2 separate regions of the Mus musculus genome follow, and region 1 is linked to region 2. The links are chromatin contacts, called in public Micro-C maps. All regions are on one chromosome and are shown on one strand. Each heading gives the region's core, a stretch centred on a gene start, on an enhancer-like site or on the middle of the called end of the contact. The rest is flanking DNA. Distances are from core to core; before and after follow the strand shown.

Evidence for each region. Hi-C and Micro-C count contacts between places; a contact is called where the count stands out from the background.
Region 1: a Micro-C map of embryonic stem cells shows a contact between it and region 2, with 11 times the contacts expected there. The contact joins the promoter of Map4 here to the promoter of Dhx30 in region 2. A contact is called at or near these places in 1 of 39 promoter capture datasets (neural stem cells), 2 of 15 datasets of contacts at CTCF or cohesin (the NIH/3T3 cell line and embryonic stem cells), 11 of 484 Hi-C or Micro-C datasets (the N1E-115 cell line, cerebral cortex, embryonic stem cells and 5 more), 14 of 115 datasets of contacts at active chromatin or transcription factors (the SCID.adh cell line, bone marrow-derived macrophages, craniofacial prominence and 9 more) and 5 of 9 other capture datasets (adipose tissue, embryonic stem cells, liver and 2 more).

The regions. Positions count from the first base shown.
Region 1 is chr9:109,930,415-109,933,715 of GRCm38.p6, reverse strand. Map4 (microtubule-associated protein 4) reads right to left here and starts at 1,942. Exons shown (of 19, transcript NM_001205330.1): 1 at 1,776-1,942.
Region 2 is chr9:110,116,071-110,119,344 of GRCm38.p6, reverse strand. It overlaps Dhx30 (DEAH (Asp-Glu-Ala-His) box polypeptide 30), which reads left to right and starts at 1,729. Exons shown (of 23, transcript NM_001252682.1): 1 at 1,729-1,987. It also overlaps Gm10615.

The sequences.
Region 1 (3,301 bases), core at 693-3,192, 190 kb after region 2:
CAAGCAGTGTTAACCCGAGCGAGCAGAGGTCCTAAAAAGAAAAAAAAATTCATTTGCCAATAACCACATGAAGGCTCATAACCACATGTACAGCTACATAAATCCTTTTTTTTGTAAACCCCTGAAAGATGGTAGGTACTAGCTCAAAAAGCAATAGTTTTAATTACTTTAAGCTAAGTGTAAAACGAGATTATGACTGACTTAAAAATATCAGCTTTGAAGGAAATGGTATGGACCATCAGACTCCATCAATTGAAAAGCCATGAACATATTCCCCAAAGTGGAGAAAAAGTTACAAAGTTGCAAGTACCTGCATCATAGTACAGACAGATCCAGCCTCTTGCTTAGCAACTGCAGTGTTGTCTACAAAACACTCAGCCTGTCATAGTCAGGGCATGACAACTGTTCACCCTAAATCCATGTGCTCAGCTTGGATTCAGGATTGATTTATAAAAATAGCTGCTGCTGCTGGTCTTTGAATCTCTGCGCTGATGACTGGGCAGTGTTACCCTATAGGCCTAGAGCAGCTGTATTTCCCTTACCACACCCATCGCTCTGCCTACCCAGCCAAGCTGCCGGCAACCGCCCCCCTCCCGTTTGTCACCCTCCCACCCCCACCCCCCAACTCTACACCATACTATTCTCCCTCCTCCTGGGCTGAGTGAGCAAATTACAAGCACAAATATCCCCTGATGCAATGCCACAACCATCCCTGGGAAAGAGCAGAGGCAGTTGCCAAAAGCGCAGCAGTAGGAAAACGGGCGGGAGACACTCGCAGGGAGCAAGAAACACTGCAGAGGCCCTGGGGAGAAATTCTGTAACTGGACCAGCGGAGGGCAAGGAGAAAGGGGGATTCCAGCAAAAGGCTGGGTAACACTAATCTTGCCTGAGAAGTACAGGCTACAACTCCGCTCCAGGAGGGGGCGAGTTCTGGATTCCTAAAACACAAACCTGTGGGGAAATCAGCCTCTTCCCCTAAAGACCAAATGCATTTAATCTACACAATCCAAGAGATAAGCAAACCCTCCCCAAAACGCCCAGGAGGCAATCTCAAGTAAAGTTGAGTTCCGACAGTAACAGTCCAAAAGAGCTCGTCCCGGGTGCTAAAATAAACCACAATCTCTGCTCCGAGTAACGTTTCCGACAGCCGCTGCTAGCCCTGGTCCCTGTTTCCGGACTCCGCACCCTTAACGTGACCCCTTTTGCATTCCCGAAGCCAGACACTAGATGCGCGTCAGTCCCCAAAGTGTGCGGGACCCACGCACACAAGGGCTCGAGTTGGATTCTCCAGACCACCCCTCGGCCCCACCCATAACCCCCAGAAGGGACACGCAGAGCTCGCCTCAGTCCCCACATACACGGACGCCCCTCCTGAAGCCTGGAGAAACGACCCCGGCGTCCTTCTGCATCCCGAACCCCACCCAAGGGCCCAGGCTGCAGTCGACCCTCAGTGTCCCGGCTCAGCACATGCCCAGCCTGAGGCAAGCCCCTCGGCTCCACAACCTCCGAAGCCCTGATACAAAATCTCTCCGCCCGCCTCGCCCCCTACGGTCCCCTCAGAAGGCGTCTCAGAAACTCCGAAGGTCACGCCCGCAGGCCCCCCACCAGGCCCCCTCTCTCAACCACCCCGGCGTCCCGTAGGCGGACAGCCACCGCCCTTCCCCGCCTCGGGAGGGACCTGCGGGGTCCCCGGCGGCCACCGCGAGAACCTGGGCGGGAGTCGTGGAGGTTAGTGAGGAGGCCGACCCTCCGATCTCAATCACAGCCGCACCTACCCGCCGCCGCCGCCGAGCCCAAGCCGGAGCCGCAGGAAGCCGGGAGAGGGCAGAGAGGAGCCGGGAGCAGCCGGGAGGAGCCGCAGAAGCCACAGACCTAGCCGGAGGGGCGGGGCACAGGGAGGTGGCCGCTTCCTCGTCGCCCTCTTGAAGGCCGGCACGAAGGCGGAGCGTGCTCGCCGTCAGCGGGTGCCGCCCCAGCCAATGGGCGCCACCGAAGGGCGGGCCGAGGCGCCGCGAACCAATCCACGCCGGCCCCTACTCCTCGCCCTCTCCGTGGAAGCAGCACGAGTGGCGGACCGTTGGCGCGGCGCGCGTCGGGGGTCTAGACTGCGGCCTCCCGCCCGCGGATGCCTCAGCGAATGGCGAGGCTCAGGCCGCCTCCGCCGTTCTGAGAGGGCCGCCGCTTCCTTTTCCAGCAGAAAGGATGCTAGTGTCAGGCGCACGCGCCTGCGTACGGGTGGGCCTGAGTGGGCCCCGCCGGCCCTGACTGGTGGGCTCTATGATGTAATCTGGGAGGGGCGGGGGCGGGGCCTTGGGTTCACTGCTAACCGCGAGGAACTGACTGGGAGCTGAGGGCGCAGCTCATAGTAGCTGCCTGAAACGTGGCTGGACCAAGTTGAGAAGGAACATTGTTGAATGCAAAACTGATTATATGGGGCCGGGCGTGGTGGCGCACGCCTTTAATCCCAGCACTCGGGAGGCAGAGGCAGGCGGATTTCTGAGTTCGAGGCCAGCCTGGTCTACAAAGTAAGGTCCAGGACAGCCAGGGCTCTACAGAGAAACCCTGTCTCGAAAAACAAACAAACAAACAAGAAAAAACTGATTATATAATTGGGAGTGTATTTAGTAACTTAAATAATTTCATGTTTCTTTTAGTTTTTTTCTTTTTTCAACGTAGTTACTTGAAAACTTAAAGATCACCTTTGTTCTGTTTTGGGTTTTTTGCACAGTGCCTCCCACCATAGCGCAGGCTGGCCTGAAATTCACTTTGCATCACCCACCTCCCTCAGAGTGATGGCAATCCCTCAGCCTCAGCCTCCTGAGTGTTGAGATTACAAATTTGAGCCGCCATACACAGCTAAAATTACCTCCTCCTACTCTCCTCTCCCCGCCCCCCTCCTCTAGAGTGTCACTACGGTCACATTATATTGCCTGTGCATAGTACTGGTCCAGAAGAAATAGTGATACCCAACTCCTTTATGCTTATTCCATGATCCACATATCTTAATCATCACAAGAGCCCTACATGGTTAATATATCCTCAGTGCCCTTTGTAGTTTTAGTTATGAGCCTTATCTTTAATAGTTTAATTTTCTCTCCAGCACTCCTCATTCTCATTATGTTAACAGGCAAGTTTAGTAACACCACAGTGTCAACAAGACAATGTTTGGCTAGTGGGGCTTTAACTTCAGTAGCCAGGTGCTAGGATTGTAAACTCAGGCATATAGGGGTTACCAGGAGAACTTGGTTAGGAAGTACAGCTGTGCTTTTGTAGCCTTAGGAAAGGTAAGCCTCAGTTTCCT
Region 2 (3,274 bases), core at 480-2,979:
AAGCCTACACATTTATTTAATCTGTTGGCCATAGTGAGCCATTGTAGTCTCAGGACATACTTCTCGACCAACACTCTTAGCACTCAGCAGTGGGCAAGCCTTCTCTTGTGTCCCTAGCACGTCACACCTTTCTAGTATTTATCTCTTTCCTTTGGCTCCCCCTTTTCCTCTTTTCTACTAGGATACTAGGCTTCCTGAGGCTAGGGTCATATTGTCTACATACCTGCCTATAAATAGCAGTCTCTCAAATTACCAGCACAAGGATTTGTTTGCCTGTTCGAGATCCAGTCTTGGATAACTCAAACTGGTCTATATGAAGCTTGCCTTGAAGATCCTGTTTCTATAGGGATTCCAAGTATGTACCAAACATGTTGGGCACTGCAGGGATTTCTATGTTTTGTTTTCAAGAAGCAATTCTTTGTTTCACCTCCTTCATTTCTCCTAGCCTTCTGTGCAATCTAGCAGGAAAATAGCAACTAGTATACTTTCCTTCCTTCCTTTTCTTTCCGTCTTCATTTGAAACAGGGTCTATGTTGCGCTGACTGGCCTGGAACTCTTCAGATCAGAGATCTGCATGTCTCTGTCTCCAGAATGCTAGGTTTAGAAGCATTTCTTGCTATGCAATCCTGGTTGGCTTCTAATTCCCAGTTGTCTTGCTCCAGCTTCGGACCAGCTGAAGTCACCTGTGCTGTGGCACACAGCTAACAATACATTTAAATGGCTGCACAAAAAATAGCATAGGAAAACGGACTGGAGATATGGTTCAGTGGTTATGAACACTTGCCTGATTAGTAGTTTTGTTGTTGTGTGTGTTTTGGTTGATTTGACACAAGCTATAGTCATTTGGGTAGAGAGAACCACAATTGAGAAACTGCCCCCACCAATCTGGCTTTTAGGCAGGGTGGAGGTTTTGGGAGGGTGCCTCCCCTGGGGAGATAGTAAATTCTGGGGCTGTTGTATCAGCCATGAGGCAGTAAGCAAGGGTTCCTCCATGTCTTTTGTTTCCATTCCTGATATGACATTACTCAGTGGCAGGTTGTCACCTATAAGGTGAGAAGTGGTATTTTTACCTCAGCAATAAAAAACCTAAGATAACAGCTGGCCGACAACAGCCTGTAACTCCAGCTTCCAAGGATCTGATGCCATGTCACTTGGTACCACACACATGCACATAGAATTTTCTTCGTCTGTTTTAAATTACGAGCTATTGTATTAGTTCTCCAAATATCACGAAAGGGCACATCCTCAAATATTGTCTTCCCAGCTGTGAACTACTGCCCAACGCCACTGAGTTTCCTTTATCGACGGCGGATTTCATTGAACCCATGCTTCACTCTGTTCAGAGGACAAACAGGCAAACCCCCTCCCCTCGCTCCTGAGTGTCGATGTGGCCTAGACTCGCAGTCGTCCCTCACCACAACCCCCCGAAGCCAGCAGCAAGCGCTACCCTGTCCTTTGCCTGGTTTATGTCTCTGTGAGGCAAAATCGCTCACCTCCCTAAAAGTGCAGAAGACCAAGGGGAGACGCAGGAGAGAAAAGGCGCGACGGACACAGAGCTGCGGCTGGGGATGGAGAGATGAGCCTGAGATGGTCACCCGTCCCCAGCTCCCGCCGGCTCTCGCCGGCTCCCACGGCACAGGCCACGCGCGTCCCCGGCCGCTCCGCCGGAAGTCCCGCCTGTGTCTGGGGCTACAGCCGCGCTCCCTCCAGCCAGTGCCCGGGTGCAGGCGCAGACTGACTGTCTCGCGCTGTGGGCTGAGGAACACTAGAGACAACCTAGGCAGCCGAACCCATCGCGAGCCCCAAGGCAGCGGCAGCCCGCACAGAGAGCCAGGCCGAACAGAGCCGGGGCCGCAGGTGGGACTTCCGCCTCGGGACCCGGAAGAGACCGCGCCGTCGCTGGTGGGAGTTGTAGTCCGGCCGTAGTTGGGGGGGCCCGCGGCTCATGCGCCGTGCACCGAGGCTTGTTTCACATCTGTAACAACAGGTGAATTGGGCTTTTTATTCTACCCTTTCGCGCCCCTTGAAGCAGCCTGACACGGTCGGGGGTGGTCGGCGCGAGGAGGGGTCCCGAGTCCGGCTAGCGGCCTGGCAGAGAGTGGGAAGGAGGAGCTGGCGAGCCCGAGGAGCAGGCCGGGCATCCTAGGCCTGCCCGGGAAGCCGGCCGGGCCGAGCCGTGGGCAGCCAGGCCTCGGCCTGCCGTTGCCATGGAGCCGGGGCGGGGCGGGGGCCAGACCGGTCCGCCGGGGCGGGCCTCACTGCCAGGGGCTCAGCGGAGGCCGAGAGAGGCGGCTTCATTGGCTCGACGACGCCTTCGCCTCAGGGGATGCTCGGTTTTCCCCAGGCTGGGCCCGGAGGAAGTCTCCGGAGTGCCCGAGACCTTTGTCTGCCCCTCCTCCCACTGTGCGGGTCAGGACCGTTCCTCTAAAGGGAGGCCTTGGTGCATTTTTGACTCTTCTGGTTTGCCTCCTTTTGCACCGACCTTGTCAGTGGGGGAGGCTAAGGGGTGAGGTGTTCTTTGTTTGCTGGTAGTGACTTGTCCCATTTTGCAGGGGAAGACCTAATGCATGGTGGGTCCTTTGTTTGCAGTGAAGTGGAGTTCCCAGGGGTCTTCAGAATCCTCAAGCCAAGAGTACAGCGTCTATGTGCTTTCTAGATAGTCCTTGTGTAAGCAATATTGGTCTTTTAATTGCGGCTTTCCAATGCAGAGACTGTTCACCTTACAACCCCCAGTTCATGGGTGTTCGCCATGCATGGTAGCAAATAAACTGCTGCCGTCCAGCTGCAAGGTCTCAACTTGTTTTTGGATGCAACCTACTGGCCAGAGTAAAATTACACCTTTTCTAATGATTTTCCTTGCAACGGTTTCTTGGAATGCAGTGACCCCAGCGCCATGTGCCATGCACCTCTTGACTACATCTTATAATTTATACTTAAATCTCAGAGTCTGACATTTCCAGGCAGGAGAACTCTTTCCTGATTTTATTATATATTATTATTTAGATTTATGATAATGCTTTTTACTTCTACATTTATATATTCTTTGACAAAGTTTCTATGTAGGTGTACCCCACCTGACACCCAAAGATCAAACTTTTCAATATTTTAATTTATGAAGCTATAGTCCAAAAAGTTTTATCCAGTTTTGGACCCCACTTATTCTTTCAAAAAATGAACATGATATATGCAGAATACAGGTTGATATGTAAGAAAAGTCGTGTAATAGAAACGTGTAAACCATGGGGTCAGAGTTCATTCGGTCCTGATGCTATGG